3 separate regions of the Zea mays genome follow, and regions 2 and 3 are each linked to region 1. A link is a contact called in public Hi-C data. All regions are on one chromosome and are shown on one strand. The core of a region is the stretch at or near the end of the contact, and the rest is flanking DNA. Distances in the headings are between cores, read along the strand shown.

Region 1 (2,907 bases), core at 106-2,605:
GACACAATATATATTAATAGTTATGTAGAGATTGACTTTTACGAAGAGTCTGTCGCTTTATTTTTTTTGCATTTAGCTTTGTAGAGACCTTTTAAGAGACTATTTATTTAATTGTGTTTTACATGTACTCAAGCAAACGAATGAACGAACTGGCTTGTTTGTTGTGTTTGATGGTGACTTTAATTCAGATACGGGTATTACTTCTACAACATTTTGTTTCTATATATTAGAGCCGCTGATTATTCTCTTTCACCTTGACTCGGAAATTTCTCCGGTAAAATCACCACCAGATTTCATTGAGCGGCGTACGTCCTTTTCACCCACTCTCTAGTAACACCTGTCGCCCGCCCATGCCCCCATGTCTCCGCCCATCACCCACGCACAAGTCCCCGCGCAGCACCAGTTTTCTAAAGTCACGATCCTCCTTGCGTGGCACCGCGCCTGCGCTCCCGTCCATCCCTCGCCGACTCACCCCGTCACGGCACGTAAGCACACTGTCCACGTCGCCGCTGACTCCGGAGCCCGCGAGCTGAGGTCTCCCACCTCAATCACCCCGAAACCGACACCCGGTTTCCTCCGTTTTCACAGCAGTGCCGTGCCCGTTGCCGCGCGCGAGGGACCCGCCCGACCTCGGCCGGCCCCGCGATTGCAACGCCCACTGCCGATGACTTCCCCATGCGCGACGGGCTGCACGGGGCTGGCGGGACGCATAGAGGCGGCCAAAGCCGAAAGTGCACTCGTTCGGTTCCTCTGTCCGGGCCCCCATGACGCGCGCGTCTAATTTTGATCCCTGCGGTGGCATGTCTTCCCGGCCCAGGATTAGTTCGTCGACCGCCGAGTCAAACTAGACACGACACGACACGAGCCCTCGTGCCATCGTGTGCGGGCGCCACAGCCAATCCCGTCCCGGCACGCAGCGCGGTCGCCTTTTTGATTACTACAACGATCGCATCAAACCAGGGCGGCGTTTTGCCGGAGTTAACAAAAGCATCAGAAATTGCCGCCGTGCAGAGGGGACACACGTCACGTTGTTTGTTCTCCGCCTCCGCACCGAGATCCCGTGCGCGGACCCGGAACACTGACGCGCCGATGCGGTGGCCCAATCGCCGGCCGCCAACACGCACGCGGGGGGCAGCGGTTGCGTCGTCTGGTGCGCGATTAGATTTGATTAGGTTAGACGTGGTGCGCGATAAATGATGCCTGCTGCTTATGACCAGCAGACCGGCGCGCGTCACGTGTCGCGGCGGGGCTGAACAGCTGCGGCAACGTGTCGTGCAAGGTGAGCCCGTGGACGGCCCAGATGCGGTGGGCGCCAGCCGGTCCGCCTCAGAATGAGATCGCGCGACCCGACTCCCGGCGCCGCGCGAGCCCGCGAGACAGGGGCTTTAAAAGGGGCGCCCGGCAGGCACCACGGGACCCTCTCTCAACTCTCGTTTCGCCGGAGTATTTAGCTTGCTTCAGGGAGCACGTGGCGGTGGAAGCTTCCCTAGGGGTGGCGGAGGCGGTGGTGGTGCTTGGTTGATGTCGATGGCGCAGGTCTGCTGTGACTCGGCCGTAGCGGCGACGGCGGCACCGGTGGTTGGTGCGGAGGCGGAGGCCAGGGCCAGGGCGCGCGCCGAGAGGCGGAGCCGGGCCGGAGAGTCTGGGGCGTGGAAGCACGCGGTGGCCGCTGGCACGGCCGATGCTACGAGGAAGCGGAGTCTCGGGGCAGGGGAGCTGCTGGTGGCGCGGAAGCACGGGGCGGCGTCGGTGGCCGGCCGCAGGAGGGAGATGGAGGATGCCGTGTCCGTGCGCGACGCGTTCTGCGCGGAGGGCACGGCCGACGGCGGGAGGCGCGACTTCTACGGAGTGTTCGACGGCCACGGCTGCTCGCACGTGGCCGAGGCGTGCCGGGACCGGATGCACGAGCTGGTCGCCGAGGAGCTCGCCGCCACCGCCGCCGACAGCTCAGTCTCCGCGGCGGCGGCCTGGACCGTGGCGATGGAACGCAGCTTCGCGCGGATGGACGCCGAGGTGACGTCGGCCGGCGGGCGCGCCGCCGCCGCCAGAAGCAGCACCTGCCGCTGCGACGCGCACAGGTGCGACCACGTGGGCTCCACGGCCGTGGTGGCCGTCGTGGAGGAGCACAGCGTCATTGTGGCCAACTGCGGCGACAGCCGCGCCGTGCTCTGCCGTGGGGACGGCGCGCCGCCGCTGCCGCTGTCGTCGGACCACAAGCCCGACCGCCCCGACGAGCTGGAGCGCATCGAGTCCGCCGGCGGGCGCGTCATCTTCTGGGAGGGCGCGCGCGTTCTGGGCGTCCTCGCCATGTCCCGCGCCGTCGGGGACGGATACCTGAAGCCGTACGTGTCGTCCGTTCCCGAGGTGACGGTGACCGACCGGTCCGACGGCGACGAGTGCCTCATCCTGGGCAGCGACGGGCTCTGGGACGTGGTGAGCAACGAGGCCGCGTGCGAGGTGGCGCGCGCCTGCCTCCGCAGGGGCCGGGCCAAGTGGTGTGCCGAGGCCGCCGCGTTGCTCACCAAGCTGGCCCTCGCGAGGAGAAGCTCCGACAACGTCTCGGTGGTCGTCATCGATCTCCGGAGGAGGAATCACTAGTTCTGTGCAGTTGTCAGCTAGTACTAGTACTCCCTCCGAAGGATGGCTGGTCGCACAAGGGATTTCGCGGGGGTGCCTAATTGGGTTTTTTTTCTTCCATTTTCATTCAAAAAGTTTTTTTTTTTTTTGCTGTACTCTCCCTGAATCAAAAAGTTCAGAGGAGCCCTTAGATTAATTATTGTGGTAGAGCCGGAATTTGGTCCGGATACCATTCGGAGAGGTGGTCGCGTAGAAAAAACTCAGAGGAGAGACGGTCTCACAAGAAAATCAGTCTGTGTATTGTATCATCTAGACATCTAATGAAATAGC
Region 2 (2,907 bases), core at 121-2,620, 250 kb before region 1:
TGCGAACAAAGGAGCATGGGGATGTTCATGTCTTGAAAAGATGAGGATGACAATAGCAGCTACAACCTGAGCAATGTACATGACAATTTCAAACGAGATCCATAAACCAGAATTCCATGGACTTCTTCCATGACCATATATACTATCTCTTCTAGGAAAAGATAAATTTCTGGTGCTATAAGCAGTTGGTGATATTGATGGCGAAGACTCTGATGACAGGGTTTGTGTGCTTGTTGATAGCCTATCTTCCTGATGTGGTTCATCCGAGTCACTGCACATATCTTGATGACTGGTTGATGTTGATGCAGTTTCCCCATGTGCTACACTTATAACATGATGTACACCATCACAGGAAGTGTGCGCCATTAATAACTTGGATCTACCAATGTCCAGCTTAGTTCTTATGTCGAATGGGCACTACCATATGTAGCGCAATAATGAGTTTCTATCTTTCTAACCAGATGTTACCATCGGCCATCATATTAACTAACATACAGATGGCTGAAATGTTGATCCTCAATAATCTACTGAACTTTGAGTTGTGTGCTAGGTAACTTCTCTTGCTTCACAGAAGATCCCCACAGAGGTAGCCTAAGCTACAAATTTGAAAAAGGATTTCTCATGTACCTTTTGTCATATACATGCAAACATAGTAGAGTTATTCGTAAATATACTGAACCACTATACAAAAAATATTAGTTCACGTAGGCTAAGCTGTGAGTATTAGATTCGATTACTGTGAAAGGCCATGATTTATGAGTTTAATCCGAGGAAGTGTGAATTTTTAGCGTAAACTATCAATACTATCCAAATTGATTGCTGGAATGGAACTTGATGTAACTGGGACCTCTTATACAGAACGCTTGTAGAGAACCGGAAACCTGCTCTGCTAGGGAAATGACCCAGGAGACCAGCCTGATAGACTATCTATGAACTTCAAATAAGTCACTAATTTACTAATGGTATTGGCTCGCAAGGAGAAAAAGAATAGCCCTACAAAATGACTCTCTTAAAATCTATGTCTGGAAGTCCTTTTAAGATAGGTTAACATAACATATGCTATGCTTAACAGCTTCGCAAGAGGAACTGAGGCGTGAGACCAAGATAGCCGAGCAATAATAAGACCCGATAATATTTGCAAAAGAAAATCGAAATAGTAGGCATAGTAATACATGTAAGCATTTGTAGTTAGATCAGATCCGAATACAAATAGCCAAACAGTTTAATTTAGGGTTTGGGTAGGTTTTGTAAGGTATGGAAGAGGAAGGGGTGGACATACATGGTGGGTGCTCGTCGCCGGGGAAGGGCCCGGCGAATACCTAGGAACCTAGTGTAGGGCTGCGGCAGCGGTCACCCAGACGTCGCCACGGGAAGGATAGCGCCCGCACGCGGGGTGAAAGGGAACAGAAAACGCCGGGGTAATCGGCCGAGCAGGTGCGGATGCTCTGCCCGAACCAGACCAAGAGGAAGAAGTGGAGGATGAAGGGGAGGCAGGCAGAGCAGAGCAGCGGTCCCTTTCGTTTTGGCACGGAGGGACGAGGGAGTATGAGTGAGAGTGGTCCCATGGACCTGGCGTATGCGTGTTAGGAGGGCGTGGCTGACACCTCGCTTCTAGCAAGAAGAACGTGTCGGCTATGGTAGGTAGCCACAGCGATTTTCGCAATCTTTTTATACATTTTATTTGTCTCTTCCCTCGCAGTAAGAACCAAGAAACTAAAGGGATTTTACCTTTGTTTTATAGTAGAAGTATATATAAAATAAAAGGAATATATTACGAATTTATAATTTTTTATGTTTAATGTAATTAAAAATACAGTATAACAATACATAGGGCGGCGTTATTCATCACTCAGCGAGACATAACCCTACCTAATTAAATCCTACAAACCACCACTCGCACCAGCCCACCCAACTGATTCCCCATGTCGCCGCTCGCATGACCCACTCGACCGCCGTCTGTAATTAGTCAAACTCTGCTTCGATCCAGTCGTTGCACCAACGTCCACAAATTTTCGGTGTGGTGCCTTCATTCATCTGTCGCAGCAGTCAGCTCTCGTCCTCGACTCAACACTTTGAATTGATGAGAATGTCTGAAGTAACCCTTAAATGGCTGAATATTTGTTTTTATTGTACATTGAAGTAAACATTGAATGGCCAAAATAAACCTTGAATAGCTAAATATTTGTTCATGTTGTACGTTAAAGTAATCCTTAAATGGCTGAAGCTGAAGCAAACCTTGAATTGCTGAATATTTGCTAGTATGCACTACGGGTTGCGGGCGAATCAACCCCATCAAGCTTTGTTTTGAACTACCAACCCATCCTTGCTTTGATTGTTTTTTAAAACCCATTTTGTACCAATTAGGTGGCAGTTTTGAGGCGGTGGAACCAAAACCCAAATCTGGTTCCTCTCAAAGTTTTTAAGCTCCTCATGCATGGCATTGGCCTAGTTAGGATCAGAGAAAGTGTTTCCAACATCCTGAGGCTCAAAAGAAGCAACAAAAGAGAGTGAGAAAAGTGATAAATCCATTGTGGCATATAGTGAGTGACTCACTCGTGAAGCTCCTCGAACATCTACTGAAGTGGGTGACAACGTTGAATGTGTCGTGGTGCATCCTCGAAGAGGTTAACATCAGCCTGATCGCCTCCATGCCTAGCAGGCTGTAGCTCGAGTGGACCCCAAGTCGTGGAAGAAGTGATGTCGAGTCTGTTGGCCGAAGTAGTGGAAGCAGGCTCGACTGGTACAACAAGTGAAGATGGCTCGGGATTACCTCAATCGGTGTCGTCTTGTTCCTCCTCTACAAAGATGGTCTCACCCATCTGACCTGGACCGCATGCTCAAAGATAGAGGATGGATTAGGCGAAGTTTCATCAAAGTTCACCTCAGAGGTCTCCATGATACTATTAG
Region 3 (2,907 bases), core at 233-2,732, 190 kb before region 1:
ACACTCTACATAAGTTGCACATCTTTACCCAAAAGTTGTGTTTACCCTCTAGCCTGGGTTAGCTAGACCCTTAGACACTTCTGAGATGAATGGCTAGGAATCCACTACAAGGCCTTTCCAAAGTTCCACTAGCATGAGAAAAACCGCTATGGTTTCAAGCAAAAGGAGGCATATACCCTTTTCCACGGTCTGTAACTTCATCGTAGTAATTACAGTCAGCATTATGCTTACAACGATTCACTCTCTACTTGTCCCTTTCGGGAAAGGACCATCTCACACTAGATTTCCTAATTAATTGACTAAGGGTGTCTCATTCCATCCTTGTGGTAGCACAGTTGTCTCGGGTTAGGGCTTCATGTTCCAATTAACAAAATAATCTTATCATAACCAATAAATAATTCATTAATAATAAAACATGATCATACTTCATATAATAATAATCCCTCAACCAGGTAGAGCAATAGCAAGACTATCCGATATTCATTTGTATGCAAGGTGTAGGCTAAACAAAACTAGGTAACCTAATAGGTCCCATTAGGTTAACCTAATAGTGCATAGGTGAGAACATAAAAGTAAATATTATTAGGTCAAAGAATATGATCAAGGATACAACTTGCCTTTTTGTGCAACCCAGGTACTTCTCCAAGTTGGGCTTGAGATTCCTCGTAATCTCACTTATACTCGTAGCAATACATACAAATAAGAAAATAATGAAACCAATAACATTACATCAAATATGGAATCAAATTGCATAGGAATATTATACGAGTCAAGACGAATCCGTAGGTTCAAGAACTACTAAATTTGGAGCTAAAACGAGTAAGATATGGATTTTACAAGTTCTGGAGACTATTTTCTAATAACAATATAAATTCTAGCCTTTCATGCATTTCTAATTAAAATTATATTACTTTTTCCGGTGCAATGACAAAGTGGTGGACGTTGAGTTAAAAGGGCTAAAAACCTAGGGTGCTTTGGGTAAGTTTTGAGGGCTTATTTTAAAGAGGACATATCTAGTGCACATAGAAGTTTAGTGCACATGGTGCACATATTAAATCATCACTATCCATATCAGATCTAACGTTTCTAGTTGATCATTGCAATTTACAAATAACATCTTCCACCACTATACCCCACCACGTTAGAGGGTGTCCTAGCAAAATATACCAAGCAACTAGAGGCGTTAGATCTCAGATGAGTGGTGGTGGTTTAATATGTGCACCATGTGCACTAAACATCCATGTGCACCAGATATGTTCTCTATTTTAAATAGCTTTCAACTAACTTAGGAGTGTGGGTTGATCGTTGAAAATCCTAGGGGCGCTTAAACAATTTTGCCTCGGCTATGAGGAAATGGGTTTGATCGTCCGTTGGATAAAAAAGTGACGGTTTAGATTTTATAAAGTGAAGGGGTATCGACGATCTAATCATAATCGCTCGAACTGAACTGGATGGCTTGGATTTAATTACCCAATGATGAACTCGGACACGATCTACACCGTTGATTGCCCTATCTACGACTCTGACTGAGTCCACCCGAATGATGTATCCGATCTAATCAGGGGCCACCCATTCAATAGATCAATGGTCAAAGGTTTGTCGCCCTCCTCTCGACACTAGACTCGACAGCGACCATGCATGCACGGCGGCTCCTCGTCGACGAAGTCCCAACCCACGCCATGGTGGCCAAAACGGTGTGCGAGCACGTGCATAGGAAAGTGGAGATGACAAAGAATGCATGTAAGGAGGTTTTACCAGCGTGTGTACAGTGTCAAGCCTGCCCATGAAGCAGTGCGGCTCCACGGTGGTGGCCTTGCTCTGGCGAGCAATTTGTAGTCGTCCTGTGGCCCCTCGAGCTCGTTGAATTACCCTTGAACCCTACTTGGTTACCGGTGATGCTCCCAAACATCTTTTTGGCTTTCGAACGACGCTGCAGGCGCAAGGCCACGCCGGTGGCTATTTCTCCTTCCTTCGGTTCGCGGTGGTGCTCTACGATGGTGGCGCTTGACAATAGAGCTATCCTTCATATGCGTTGGTCCAAGGGGGGTATTGGTTGGTACTTATACGCATGGGATAAGGATCGGGGGAAGGCATTGGCCGATGCTCGCGGCTTCGTTTGCAACAACTGAAGATGGTTACGATGATTGGCATCGAGTTTGTTACGCACAGTCGGTAGGAGACGCTTCTGTGCAGCGGGACCCACACGCAGTGTCTTTGGAGGCGGGCGCACGCGAGACCAGTTGAACGTGACGTATCCAACCGAGCCGTGGAGTCCAAGTCCTGGCGAAACTCCCTGCATCTACCTTCTAATATCGTCAGGAGATAGAAGATAAGCCTAACCCACGAGACCCATGCATCACTGGCTCAGCTGCTCAAAGGGAAAAGAAAAGGGAAGGTTGAAGAAGTGGGCCGGTGGGTGTAATACTTGACCGAGAGGAAAAATACCGACCTGAGTGCAAGTAAGTTTTCTCTTCTTTCTTTTTATTTTATTTTATGTTTCCCTTTTCAAATTCAATTTTATAATCAAGAATTGAATTCAAATATGAGTTTCAAGTTTCAAACTTATTTCAAATGCGCAATCAAAGAAAACTCACCATGATGCATAGTTTAATTTTATTTATTTATTTATTTATTATCCTATTTAAGCAAATACTTTTAATTATGCAACCCATACTCACAAAGATATGTGTTTTAAGACAATAATTCCTTGTGTATAAAATATTTTTAGAGAGTACTAATAAATATATATTTTGGTAAAGAGATAACTAGATTCATATGGATGTTACTTTAAGGTAATAAAATTATTATTAAAAGGTATTCCAATTCAAAACCTTTAGAGAGTTTTACTAGATTCCAACAATAGGATTTTAGGTGTTACATCACATACAGAGAAGAAAACTGATGCTC

What was found. A called contact is a pair of places that touch in the nucleus more often than the background predicts.
Region 2: a Hi-C map of leaf shows a contact between it and region 1, with 9 times the contacts expected there. The contact joins the promoter of LOC100279906 here to the promoter of LOC100279578 in region 1. A contact is called at or near these places in 5 of 25 Hi-C or Micro-C datasets (bundle sheath, endosperm, leaf and 1 more).
Region 3: a Hi-C map of endosperm shows a contact between it and region 1, with 2.3 times the contacts expected there. The contact joins the enhancer-like site here to the promoter of LOC100279578 in region 1. A contact is called at or near these places in 2 of 25 Hi-C or Micro-C datasets (endosperm and leaf).

What each region holds. Positions count from the first base shown.
Region 1 is chr7:93,419,972-93,422,878 of Zm-B73-REFERENCE-NAM-5.0, forward strand. LOC100279578 reads left to right here and starts at 1,356. Exons shown (of 1, transcript NM_001152575.2): 1 at 1,356-2,907. The coding sequence starts at 1,522. The coding sequence ends at 2,598.
Region 2 is chr7:93,172,499-93,175,405 of Zm-B73-REFERENCE-NAM-5.0, forward strand. LOC100279906 (RING/U-box superfamily protein) reads right to left here and starts at 1,371. Exons shown (of 5, transcript NM_001152858.1): 1 at 1,280-1,371; 2 at 1-627. The coding sequence starts at 366.
Region 3 is chr7:93,230,614-93,233,520 of Zm-B73-REFERENCE-NAM-5.0, forward strand. No RefSeq gene overlaps it. Among protein-coding and RNA genes, the nearest start is that of LOC109941239, 54 kb to the left of the region's middle. Within about 2 kb of position 1,483, at least 14 of the 20 cell types and tissues checked have an H3K27ac peak or open chromatin away from gene starts, as enhancers often do. A contact at or near this core is called in endosperm and leaf, where this site is marked.